2 separate regions of the Macaca mulatta genome follow, and region 1 is linked to region 2. A link is a contact called in public Hi-C data. All regions are on one chromosome and are shown on one strand. The core of a region is the stretch at or near the end of the contact, and the rest is flanking DNA. Distances in the headings are between cores, read along the strand shown.

What was found. A called contact is a pair of places that touch in the nucleus more often than the background predicts.
Region 1: a Hi-C map of liver shows a contact between it and region 2, with 4 times the contacts expected there. The contact joins the promoter of RPS21 here to the promoter of ADRM1 in region 2. A contact is called at or near these places in 2 of 14 Hi-C or Micro-C datasets (fetal cortex germinal zone and liver).

Annotation. Positions count from the first base shown.
Region 1 is chr10:115,190,006-115,196,628 of T2T-MMU8v2.0, forward strand. RPS21 (ribosomal protein S21) reads left to right here and starts at 3,550. Exons shown (of 6, transcript XM_077952141.1): 1 at 3,550-3,575; 2 at 3,820-3,882; 3 at 4,131-4,194; 4 at 4,364-4,435; 5 at 4,821-4,876; 6 at 4,970-5,033. The coding sequence starts at 3,833. The coding sequence ends at 4,979. LOC144332218 (a long non-coding RNA gene) reads right to left here and starts at 3,489. Exons shown (of 2, transcript XR_013400109.1): 1 at 3,036-3,489; 2 at 1-2,030. It overlaps CABLES2 (Cdk5 and Abl enzyme substrate 2), which reads right to left. Exons shown (of 10, transcript XM_028828694.2): 10 at 5,149-6,623.
Region 2 is chr10:115,093,451-115,099,922 of T2T-MMU8v2.0, forward strand. It overlaps ADRM1 (ADRM1 26S proteasome ubiquitin receptor), which reads left to right and starts at 4,244. Exons shown (of 10, transcript NM_001260529.1): 1 at 4,244-4,331; 2 at 4,862-5,075; 3 at 5,685-5,801. The coding sequence starts at 4,863.

The DNA.
Region 1 (6,623 bases), core at 2,300-4,799, 96 kb after region 2:
CCCTGGATCTTTTTTACTTCTCTGCTAAAATTTTTTTCACTGTATGGAGGGTGTTATATAAAAACTGTTATAGGGCCGGGCACGGTGGCTCAAGCCTGTAATCCCAGCACTTTGGGAGGCCGAGATGGGCGGATCACGAGGTCAGGAGATCGAGACCACCCTGGCTAACACGGTGAAACCCCGTCTCTACTAAGAAATACAAAAAATAGCCGGGCGAGGTGGCAGCGCCTGTAGTCCCAGCTACTCGGGAGGCTGAGGCTGAAGAACGGCGTGAACCCGGGAGGCGGAGCTTGCAGTGAGCTGAGATCCGGCCACTGCACTCCAGCCTGGGCTACAGAGCGAGACTCCGTCTCAAAAAAAAAAAAAAAAAAAAACTGTTATAGGCCGGGCGCGGTGGCTCAAGCCTGTAATCCCAGCACTTTGGGAGGCCGAGACGGGCGGATCACGAGGTCAGGAGATCGAGACCATCCTGGCTAACACGGTGAAACCCCGTCTCTACTAAAAAATACAAAAAACTAGCCAGGCGAGATGGCGAGCGCCTGTAGTCCCAGCTACTCGGGAGGCTGAGGCAGGAGAATGGCGTAAACCCAGGAGGCGGAGCTTGCAGTGAGCTGAGATCCGGCCACTGCACTCCAGCCTGGGCGACAGAGCGAGACTCTGTCTCAAAAAAAACAAAAAACAAAAAAAAACAAAACAAAAAACTGTTATAAGAATGGCCTTACCTGCTAATTCTAGCATCTGTTTTAGTTCTGGAACAATTTCCATTGATTGCTTTTTTTTTCATTACAGGCCATATTTTTCTGCTTCTTTAAATGCCTGGCAGTCTTTGACTGGATGCCACAATGTGAGTTTTACCTTACTGAGTGCTTGATACTATTGTATTCCTGTGAATATTCTTCAGCTTTTTTTCTGGGATGCAATTACATTACTTGGAAGCAGTCTGCTTCTTTCAGGTCTTGCCTTTATGATTTCTTAGGTGGGACCTGGGAAACATTCAGGGCAGGGATAATTATTCCCCATGACTGAGGCAAGACCTTTCTGAGTACTCCATCCAATGTCTTGTGATTGTCAGTTTGGAAAAGTTGAGGAAAGCAAGTACTATTTCCAGTCCCGTGTAAGCAGAGTAATCTTTCTGGATGTTTTTTTCCCCAGCTTCTAGGAAATGTACTGACAGTACTCTCCTGACCACTCAAGGAAGACCCTCTGCAGACCTCTGGAGTTCCTTCTGCTATTCTGTCCCTTCTAGTCCTCTGGCTGCCCCGTCTCTGGCTTTTTAGCCAGAGAGAATCTCTTAACCCCCCAGGCCTCGCTGGGCAACCCACACACAGACATAGATGAGAAGGTCAGTTGTGCAGATCTCCAACTGCAAACATCAAGACACCTCCGTACACATGCTGAGGGTCTGGAAAGAGCACACATCTCAGGGCCTGCATGAACAGAGTGACCTTCCTGAAAGACAATGGCCTCAGTGACCTCACTTCTGATGCCTGGTTGCTGGAGTTCAGTGGAAGCAACAGCAGACACACTGCCCACATGAACATGTGGTTTCCAAGCCAGACAGAACTTGCAGCCTCAGTGCCAACCAGGTCCAGATGTTACACCTTCCCACAGTCGGAATGAAATTGGCCTGACTCGGACGGTGCTGTGTCAGGGATCCTTGGTGCCTTTACTTAATCCTGCGTCCAGTGTGCTTACCGTGTGCAGCCCCACGGGAACGCAGCTCCAGCAGCCCCAGGTCACAGGGAAGATGCCAAACAGTTCCACAAATCAGTGTCTAATGACAAGCAGATTGTCACGAGAAGTGGGTTCTCTGAGAGCCCTTAACCATGTAAACTGACATGGGCTTGGGTCAGCGAAAGAATGTGGGAGCTGAGACTTGGAGCTCAGTGTGGAGTAGGGTTGTCCAGGCAAAGGGGTGGTGGGGGCACAGCTGTGTTTCCAGAGGCTCCTGTGGCTTAGCCTATGGGGCTGCTATAGGAGAGGCAGGATGTTCGCGGTCCTGAGCCTGTCCTTGTGGGGTCTTGTCTCATCTGGAAGACAAAGTCCCAAGAGGACATTTAACTGAGGGACTGCCACGCACACTCCCACAAAGGTGGGGTGGAGGCGACTCTGAGATGTTAGTGTCACAGTCTGGGATTTTTGTTTTCTCCATTAACGGACCCTTGGCACCAGGAATGGGCATGGCATCAGCACTTCTCAGTCAATACTGCTCCACGGAGGAATGGGATGGGGGAAATTGGGAGGGGTTGGGGCAGGGAGAGGGCTGTGGGGTTTGGCCCTAGTTCTCCCACTAGGCTTGGCCAGGCCCCTTCCCTGCTTTCACCTTGTTTTTTTTCTGAGGAGGAATTTCACTCTTATCCAGGCTGGAGTGCAGTGGTGCAATCTCGGCTCACTGCAACCTCTGCCTCCCAGGTTCAAGCAATTTTCCTGCCTCAGCCTCCCGAGTAGATGGGATTACAGACGCCCAGCACCACTCCCAGCTGATTTTTTGTATTTTTAGTAGAGACGGGGTTTCACCATGTCGGCCAGGCAGGCTCCTGACCTCAGGTGATCCACTCACCTCCGCCTCCCAGAGTGCTGGGATTACAGGCGTGAGCCACCGCGCCCGGCCACTGGGCCTTGGTTTTCTGAGGCTAGTTCTACATCTTAGGATCATGTCCCCCTCCCAGAGAAGAACCCAACATTGGCCCCGCTGCTCCTTCCGTCTGCGGCTTGGAGCTTCTCCTAGCAACAGGGTTCAGGCTGCTAACAAGGCCTTCCTCAAGAACCCACCCATAACCAACGACCACACTTCGTGGGTCCATCTTTGTATCATCTTTACTTCCTTGGAGCAAATTCCCAGGAGCGGGTTTGCGGGGTCCAAGAGTATGCACCTCTAGCACTATGACAAAGGCGGCCAAAATGCTTCAGGGAAACGGTGCCCCAGTTTGCATTCTGCTTCCCATGCTCTGCCCTGGGAATCTGACTGGTGAAACATTGGATGGCAGAGCGGTCGGGTGCTTTCGACCCCGCGGTGGGCCGGGACCTTTTCCTACCCTCAGGAACCGTCTGAATTTCTTTTCTGCCGAGTTCCTGCTGGTGTCCTTCGCCCACCGGCCCGAGGGAGTGTGAACAGCAGGCACCACGGGAGCAGGCCTCCGCTCGCAGAGGCTCCGTGCCTGGGCAGGAGCACCGCCCCACGCCCCAGGTGGCCGCAGGGTGAGGGGACCCGGGGCGCTGGAGGCGCACTATGGGGGGGTACGCCCATATCTCTGGCCCGGTCGGCAGCGGTCAGCGAGGCTCAGTCCCCGCCGCTTCTCCCAGCTGCTCATTCGGGGCTCCCGAGGCGCTCACAAGGGTCGACTGCGTCCGTGGGGCACAACCCACGGGCTACGATAACACGCCACACAGGGCGACCACCCGTAACGACGCCCCGCGCCCCAGGGTCAGTAGGGCGGATCCTAGAGCCTCCTCCGCCGGAAGCGGAAGTGCGTCAGGGCGTCGGCCGGCAAAAACGCACCGCGCAGACTCGCTGTGGCGGCGTGACCCGGAAGCGCTCGCCGAGGCCCCGCCTTGCCCGCCGATATTTCTGCCGGGTAATTAGCCGCTTCCTTTCTCTCTCGCGCGCGGTGTGGTGGCAGCAGGTGTGGTGCGCGGCGCTGGCTTGGGGCTCAGGGCTGGGGCTGGGGCTGGGGCTGGGGCGGAAGCGGGGGCTTGGACGCGGGGGACGGGGTGCAGGGTGCGGTGTGCGGCTGCGGCCGTGACCCTAGGGGCGGGTTTGCGCCGGGAGCCGGGGCACGGTTCCGGCCGTCCTCACGGCGCCGCGCGGTGACTCCGCAGGCTCAGCCTCGGGATGCAGAACGACGCCGGCGAGTTCGTGGACCTGTACGTGCCGCGGAAATGGTGAGCGCCCTCCCCACGCCCGGCTCACTGCGCCCCCCACATGCCCCTCTTCCGTTTTTACCCAACCACCACGTCCCGTCGCCTGCCCTTGTTCCCCCCACACCCCTCCTGTCCTTACCCCGCCACGTCCCTCACGTATCCTTCCCCGGACGTTCCTCTTTTCCATGCAGACCCTCCCAACCCTCCACGTCCCCTCTTTCATTTTTAACCCCCGTGTCCCTTCTGCTCACTGCTCCCTTTCTCCACAGCTCCGCTAGCAACCGCATCATCGGTGCCAAGGACCACGCATCCATCCAGATGAACGTGGCCGAGGTGAGCTGGGAGCCCGGGAGGCGGGAAGGTTGGGATGTATGTGCCGGGAAAGGCAGGCCTGTCCCATTGTGGAGGAGCCCCTAGGGTGAACGTAAGGCAGAGACTGGCTTTGAGGATTGGTGTTTCCCAAACTTGGGGAAGTGGTTTCTGACCCTTCTTCTCTTTCTAGGTTGACAAGGTCACAGGCAGGTTTAATGGCCAGTTTAAAACTTATGCTATCTGCGGGGCCATTCGTAGGATGGTGAGTGTTCCCTGGGCTTTGCTCACTTCGGGACATCGTGGACTTGACCCTGCTTTACCCTGCGCATTTGAGTGTGTGATGGTGCCTGAGTAGATTTGCTGGCAGAGTAGTTTGAGCCAGCTGGACTGGGCTGGCTGCCTGCTGCTTCTTGGGGGTGGAAGAGGGGTGCTCTGAGAAAATAGGCAGCAGACCCTGCCTCCCACTAGGAGGTCCCCCCCATCTCACGCCATAGTCAGGCTGGAGGCTGCCCCTCAGGAGAGGTGGCTCCCCTTCTGCGCCTGTTTACATTTGCTCAGCGGGGGAGACACATGGGCTGGTGGCGCAGCTGACCTGCCATCTCAAGCAGCCGGAGTGGAAATATTCTTAGTGTGTTTTTTTTCTTAAGGGTGAGTCAGATGATTCCATTCTTCGATTGGCCAAGGCCGACGGCATCGTCTCAAAGTAAGGTTGGGGGGCTCACATTTGGGCAGAGTGAGTGGACTAGGGCTGCTCCAGAGGCGTGGTCCTAACGTTGTCCTTTTCCCCTGGTTCTAGGAACTTTTGACTGGAGAGAATCATGGAAGTGGAATATTTGTCATAAATAAAGAGTGAAAACCTACCTGTGCAGGTTCGTTCTGTGTCTGTAGGCCCAGGGTTGAGGTTTTGCTGTCAATGGGTGACAAGGGTGGGGTACGGTACCCAGTTAGTTGAAAGGAGACAAGCTGTGAAACGTATTGCAAAACCGAGGTTTAAAGGATACATTATCCATTTAGAAACATCTTAAGATAAAATGACTCAAACGTTCTGAGGTCAGAGACTTGCTTATGCACATTGACATCCACAACTGCTACCGACGTGGAAGCAACACCAGGCCTGCTTTTGTGGAGTCACAGCCCAGCTGAACACCTCAGCTCCCGACACCTGGGTGTGTTCTAGGGGATGACACGCTGAGAGTGTAGTTTGGTGTAACTACTGGCTTTGTTGCAGTAATCCTCGAATACCACACAGTGGCAGCTCTTGGCATCACGACAATGGACATACTGAAGGGAAGGCTTCACACTTCACATAGACCGGTTTGGTTAATAACTTTCACTACATAAATACACAAACTTAAATTACTGTGCTTATCAGCCATTTCTTGCTTTCACGTGTAGAAAGAACCATGAAGACGGGTGTCCCTGGAGGGCAGGCTGTAAACTGGAACAGTTACTAGGAATTCAGTCCCTTACATGCTCATAACATGGGCGAGCTCTTGAGATGGGATCTGGGTGGCAGGAGAGGTTGCTTTTCAGAGGAAAGCTGCCTGGGACCCAGCATGGGGGAGCAGCTTGGAAGTCGAGTCCCCTCTGGGTGCACGTTGGGTTCCAGGGGGTCATCCTTGGCCTGAGGGCTGCTCGATGGAAGGGGATGCTCCATAGTAAATAAGGGCAAAGGCTTTGGTTTGTCCTCCTCCTGCAGCCTCTCCTACACACCAGCCATCTCTGGGTCTCAACCCCAGTGAGTGGCTGTGGAAAAGGAGGGCCAGGTGGGTGCTGGCAGCTGTCCTGCACCACTGCTGGGGTCAGGTGGAGTTGCTGGTGGAGTTCTGTGATCACCAGAATTGGCATCCCCTTTCTGCGGAAGCACCAGTCTGCACAAATAGCATAGAATGTATTGTAATGGGCTAGAGGCAGAGTCATCCCAGAGTCTCTCCAGGGCCAGGGAGGTTTAAAGTAGTGGTAGGAGAAAGCTTGGTGGCTGAGGCAGCGGCCAGTTTTGAGACCAGCTGACCCATGAAGAAAAACTCAGCAGTCCTTGGTTATTCAGTGTTTTGATGAGGCAGCTAGCTGGATTGCTGGACCATGTAAAATTCGTTGCAAGAACTTCAGACAGATGTGGAAAAGCTAGAGATGGGGCCCTGCACAGAAGGGACATTGACCACAACTTGGAGTCCTTTTAGCATGGTGGGCTGCCCTGGCCGAGGTGGCTAAGACAGCACCTGTTTCCTGCCTCAGAAGAAAAAGACTGATGCACTGACCCTTTGAGGTTGTGTGGGGTGTGGTCAGTGCCCTCCTGCCTGAGGGTCAAGTGTGTTTTCAGGTCAACTTTGGCAGACCTCATTTAACCATTTTTTGTTCCCTTAAAAAAAGACCCAAAAAACCAAATCCCAATAAATATGTTATTTTTCTCCATCACAATATTGCTTAGAAAAATAAGAGCCGGCAAGCAG
Region 2 (6,472 bases), core at 2,994-5,493:
GGCCTGGTGGCGTGCACCTGTAATCCCAGCTACTCAGGAGGCTGAGGTGGGAGAACTGCTTGAACCCGGGAGGCGGGGGCTGCAGTGAGCTGAGATCAAGCCACTGCACTCCAGCCTAGGGGATAGAGTAAGACTCCATCTCAAAAAAAAAAAAAAAAAGGCCGGGCGCGGTGGCTCAAGCCTGTAATCCCAGCACTTTGGGAGGCCGAGACGGGCGGATCACGAGGTCAGGAGATCGAGACCATCCTGGCGAACACGGTGAAACCCTGTCTCTACTAAAAAAAAATACAAAAAACTAGCCGGGCGAGGTGGCAGGCGCCTGTAGTCCCAGCTACACAGGAGGCTGAGGCAGGAGAATGGCGTAAACCCGGAAGGCGGAGCTTGCAGTGAGCTGAGATCCGGCCACTGCGCTCCAGCCCCGGCGACAGAGCGAGACTCCGTCTCAAAAAAAAAAAAAAAAAAAAGTTTAAAAAACCCTACCCCTGCCTAACGCTTTTCCCAAGTAGCCGTGCCATTGGCGTTCCCAACTTTGCCTGGCACCTTCTGTCGTTTGCTTTTAGCCCCAGCAGGTGTATTTCATTGGCATTTCTCTCATGAATAATGGTGTGGAGCAGCTTGCCACGGTGCCTTTGCTGCCTGTGACCTCTTGGGTGAAACATCCGGCGGTGTCTTCTGCTGACATGGAGGCGCGGCCCAGGCTTTCACCCGAGGAGCCTACAGCACATGGACAGCGTCAGGGTGTGCTTTCTTCACAGTTTGGGGCTTTCACCCCAGGAGCCTGCAGCACGTGGAGCGCGTCAGGGTGTGCTTTCTTCACAGTTTGGGGCTTTCTTGGGACAGGGTCTCGCTCTGTCACCCAGGCTGGAGTGCAGTGGTGCCATCACGGCTCACATCACGGCTCACTGCGGCCTTGACCTTCACGTCAGCCTCCCAAGTAGCTGAGACTACAGGCGTGCACCGCCACGCCTGGCTCTTGTTTCATTTGTCTTTTTGTAAAGACGGGGTCTCACTGTCTTGGTTAAGCTGGTCTTGAACTCCTGGGCTTCGAGGGACCCTCTCACCTTGGCCTCCCAAAGTGCTGGGATTACAGGTGTGAGCCATTGTGCAAGTCCAGGGCTGCTTGTTGTTGTTTTTTTTTTTTTTGCTAAACAGGATGAATAGAAATCTCCTTTAGGGGATCTCTTAATCCAAATCCTTGACTTGAATGCGTGTGTCCCGGTGAGGCTGCTGCTCTAGATGCTGCAGGCATTTTGCAGACATCCTACCAACTGCCATCAGCGACCAATTAGATAGCGACAGCTGTGCCTGTCACACGGCCCTTCCAACCTTGCGTGTGCTTCAAGTCCGAGATCCCAACCTTGCGTGTGCTTCAAGTCCGAGATCCCAACCTTGCGTGTGCTTCAAGTCCGAGATCCCAACCTTGCGTGTGCTTCAAGTCCGAGATTCCAACCTTGCGTGTGCTTCAAGTCCGAGATTCCAACCTTGCGTGTGCTTCAAGTCCAAGATCCCAACCTTGCGTGTGCTTCAAGTCCGAGATTCCAACCTTGCGTGTGCTTCAAGTCCGAGATTCCAACCTTGCGTGTGCTTCAAGTCCGAGATTCCAACCTTGCGTGTGCTTCAAGTCCGAGATTCCAACCTTGCGTGTGCTTCAAGTCCGAGATTCCAACCTTGCGTGTGCTTCAAGTCCGAGATTCCAACCTTGCGTGTGCTTCAAGTCCGAGATTCCAACCTTGCGTGTGCTTCAAGTCCGAGATCCCAACCTTGCGTGTGCTTCAAGTCCGAGATTCCTGACAGAAAGCAGCGTGTGCCCCCACCCGCTCCGTGGCCACAGCTGGAGTCCTGGGCTGCTGGGTGCTCCAGGTGCCACACCCCACACAGGCATAGAGCCCGTGCGCTGGCAGCGGGCACCCACAGTGGCCTCTGCAATGCCTGTCTGGCTGCGGCTTGTTTCCTCACTGCAGCGTGCTCATAGGAATGTGCGAATTTCACTTGAAGTGTAGGTAAAGAGTTCTGGGGTTTTTTGTTTGTTTTGAGCCGTCCCAGGCCACAGGGCCACCAGGAACTGGAGGAAATGGTAAATCCAGGGCCCTCTTGGCCACTTCGTTGGCCTCTGCACATTTGGCCCCTGCGGACCCTGGAGCTGCTGCTTCACTGTCTGTGACGTCAATAAGTGACACTTGCCTGCCACCCTCTTGCCGGGAAAGCCGGGTTGGGTTTTCTCATTTCCACCTTTTCCCTGTTTTACATGAGGGCACGAGGACGGGGCTGCAGTATCAGTGGCGCACCTATCACCAGCGGGCCCCAGAGCTTTGTGTTAGCCCCTCTCAAACCCTTTAGCCTCTGGACCGCTTAAATTCTTAAAAATTATACAGGCCCCCAAGAGCTTTTGTTTATGTGAGCTTTATTGACATTTACCATACTAGGAATTAAAAGGACATTTAAAATTATTTAACTACATAAAAATAACAAACTCACTACCTGTTAACACACATTTTAAAATGAAAAATAGCTACATTTTCCAAAACAACATGAATGGGAACATTATGACAGTCAAAAGCTGGCAACTAAACATAACTGGCACATGCTCTGCCACTGAGACAATGGAGGGCTGAGCAGTAGGCTCCCTGCAGAATGAAAGGACTGGAGCTGCCAGCATCAACACCAACGCATCTCCCAACAAGGGTGAATGAAAACATACACCTAAAGACCTCAGAGAGCTGTGCATCCACTCGGAGCGTGAGCCACCAAGCACACCCTGACCCCGGGGAACGCCCGAAGTGAGCAGAGTATCTGAAGGAAAGAAGGAAGTGAGCGGTGGGCAAAGGAGAACCCGAGGACCCTGGCAGGGTCTCAGCTGCAGACATCTAGTCCTCCTGCTTAACGGGTGCCGAGGCCACTGCACCTCGGGGTTCTCACGAAGCTCCTGACCTATTTTTATTACTATTATTATTTATTTATTTTATTTTTTATTTTTGAGGAGTCTCCCTTTGTTGCCCAGGCTGGAGTGCAGTGGCACAATCTCAGCTCACTGCAACCTCCACCTCCCGGGTTCAGGCGATTCTCGTGCCTCAGCCTCCTGAGTAGCTGGAATTACAGGCATGTGCCAGCACACCTTGCTAATTTTTGCATTAGTAGAGTCGGGGTTTCATCATGTTGCCCAGGCTGGTCTTGAACTCTTGGCCTCAAGTGATCCGCCCACCTCGGCCTCCCAAAGTGCTGGAATTACAGGCGTGAGCCACCGCGCCCGACCCCTCTAAGAGCCCCCGCCTGGCGTCGCTGTAGGCAAATCCCAAAGAACGTGTCCCTCTTCAGCAGCCGGCTGGGGCGCCACAAGCACTCTCTGTTGTCTTCGCTTTAGTTTGTGTCAAAAGTGACTCAAAGTTACACAACACTGGAGGGCGACTGCAGCCTTTTTACCCTGTGGCCTTTCCCATCCAGGCGCCCAGAGGATAAGCCCCTGCCCTCCGGGACCCCTGCCCTCCCGGACCCCACCCCTCTGGGACTCAGGCCTTCCCTGACTCCTCCCCTCCCGGACTCACCCCTCCCAGATCCCTTCCCTCCGGGACCCTCTTCCCTCCCGGGCCCCCTCCCCTCCGGGAACCTCTCCCCTCCCGGACTCACCCCTCCCAAATCCCTCCCCTCGGAGACCCCCTCCCCTCCCGGGACCCCTCTCCTCCGGGACCCATCCCTCCCTGACCTCTGCCCTCCCCGACCCCTGCGGGACTAGATGTATGCAGCTGAGACCATGTCACGGTTCTCACCCCTGCTCTCCCGGACGCGTGGACTGCAGCTCCTGCCCGGGTGCCCGAAGCGCTGAACCATGGTCACTTCTGTGCGTAGCCCTGGTGCCTGCCGCCCAGAGCCGGACCGCACTCCTCGGCTTCCTCCTATCCCCTGGCACAGTCACACGAGTGACAGCTCTTCCCGCCCGGGCTGGCGACGCCGAGGGGTGGGCTTGGCCCGACCTCAGCAGGTCCCCAGCGCGCTTCTGAAACCCGCCTGCGGTCCTTGGCGCCGCCTCTAGGGGCCGCCGCCGCTCCCCTATGACACAGCAACAATAGGGGCCGCTCTGGCCCACGCGCCTCCCGGCCCGCGCTTCCGCCGGAAAAGAGGCGCCGGCGCGGGGGCGGACCGGGGAGGAGCGAGTGCGATGGACGGTCGCCCTCGCCAATCGGTGGCAGATTAGGGCCGGCCTCGGGGCCTCCGGGGCCCAATCGGTGGCGAGAGCGGCAGGCGGGGCGGGCCGAACGCGGGCTTCCGGCGGGGCCCGGCAGGCGCCGAGGAGGAAGAGCCCGGACGGCGCCTCTCGTACGAGTGTGGGCGCGAGGCAGGTGCGGGGGTCGCAGGTCCTGGGGCGGCCGGGGGCGACCGGAGGCGGGGGCAGGGGCTGCTGGTCCGGGGATGGGGCGGGGTCAGCCAGGACGAGAAGGTGGCCGGCGCGGCGGGCGGGGCCTGCGGGGGCCGGGCCGGGTGGGGGCTCTGGGGTTCGGGCGCCGCCCCGGTTCCGCCTGCTGCCCTGAGCGTGGGGCTCGGCGGGAGCTCGGGCGGATCTGCCCCGCGGAGCGGGTCGCCGGGGCGGCGCGTCGAGGCTGGTTCCCCGCGGAGACGGCGTCACGCCTGGGGCCGGCCCCATTAGGCTCGGCGGGGCTGCCCCGGCCCAGCGCCGACTGCGAGCGGTGCGTTCGGCGGGCGCGGGGGAAACGCGGAAAGCAGCCCGGCGTGTCAGTGTGGACGGGGCCTGCGCGGCCTTAGGCAGCTCTGGGCGCCGGCCCCCTGCTCCCAAACACCCCAGGGGGCGGGAGCTTGCCGGACCGCAGGCGACCGTGACCGCCGCGTCTCAGCGTCGTCTCCGCGCTTTCAGGATGACGACCTCAGGCGCGCTCTTCCCAAGCCTGGTGCCAGGCTCTCGGGGCGCCTCCAACAAGTACCTGGTGGAGTTTCGGGCGGGAAAGATGTCCCTGAAGGGGACCACCGTGACCCCGGATAAGCGGAAAGGGCTGGTGTACATTCAGCAGACGGACGACTCGCTTATTCACTTCTGCTGGAAGGACAGGACGTCCGGGAACGTGGAAGACGTGAGTGTCCCAGAGCCGCGACAGCGGGACAGGCGACTTCTCGGGCCCTCGGAGTCCTCGCTTTGGAGTTCGCGGTGGGGGCTTGGCCGCATCTGGGGAACGCTCGTGAGGCCGTCATCGGCTGTCGTGCTGATGAGTCGTCCTGGTTTCCGCGATGACAGGGGCGTCTCGGCCACTGTGTGTCTTGAACTTTCCGTGTGAGGTGCCTGGGGTTGGAGGTGTGGCCCTGGAGAGCCTGGAGCTCTCTGCCTGGCCGCTTCACTCAGTCGTCTTTGTTCTTCAAACTTTAAGTTGTTTTTTGTTACATTGGAGAGTAGTTCAGAGTTGACCTTTTAACTACTCTAGGAATGTTGTTCCCAACACGTCTCAGAAACCCTGTTGCTATCTGAAAGGCCCATTTCCTGCTCTCTCCCCCGCGCCTTGCCTTTCATGGGCTGTCTCTGACCCTGGCTTCTCCACCTGGGGGAGACCCTGCCAGCGAGGGATCTGGCGGCTTAGCTGCCTCTTGTGCACCCCACCCCGTTAGACCCAGGGCCTGGCATGCTCTCCTGAGACTGGGCACAGTGGTGCCATCTGCACCGCTGACTCTCTCTTCCTGTGGCTTGCCAGGACTTGATCATCTTCCCTGACGACTGTGAGTTCAAGCGGGTGCCGCAGTGCCCCAGCGGGAGGGTCTACGTGCTGAAGTTCAAGGCAGGGTCCAAGCGGCTTTTCTTCTGGATGCAGGTACGGGGCAGCTCTTGGGGTTTTGCCTTTTTGTTGCCCTGTGATTCAGTTAGGAACTTGCTTGCAGTGTGGTGCAATTGGCTGTTACAAACCAGCGGGCACCGGCCACACGGCCTGAGATGCCACCCCGGGACTGTGGTGCGTGTTCCCTGGGGCCGAGGTCCTCTCCCAGAGTACGGCGGCTCCAGGCTGGGCTCCGGGTACCCAATTGCGGTGTGGAATTTCCAGCCAGACAGGCATGCTGACCCTGGTTCCAGCGATGCCCAGTGCCCTCTCTGCCCCTTGCTGTGGGTCACTGAGGCCCCCGCAGCAGAGGCAGGGGCTCCTGTGTGGCTCACAGAAACGAAGCATTCTCCTCTCCCTCTCCACAGCCCTGCCCCTTCCCTGGCAGTGTGTCCTGGAGGCCAGGGGTATCAGCGCCCAGGGTTTCTCTTACCCACAGCTGCAGAGCGTCCGTTGGGTCCAGAGGCCATTGCTCATTCTGCCCTCTGTCAGTGACCATTGAGCTTGTTGCTGTTTTTTGTGCTGTTACAGGCAGTGTTGCAAAGAATTGCCTGGTACACAGATTATTTTCCATAAGCCAGTATAATCTGGAGGTGAAAACTGGTGGCGGGCCTGTGGTCAGAAAGCGTGTGCGTGCGTTTGCAATGTGGAGAGAGAATGCCATGCCC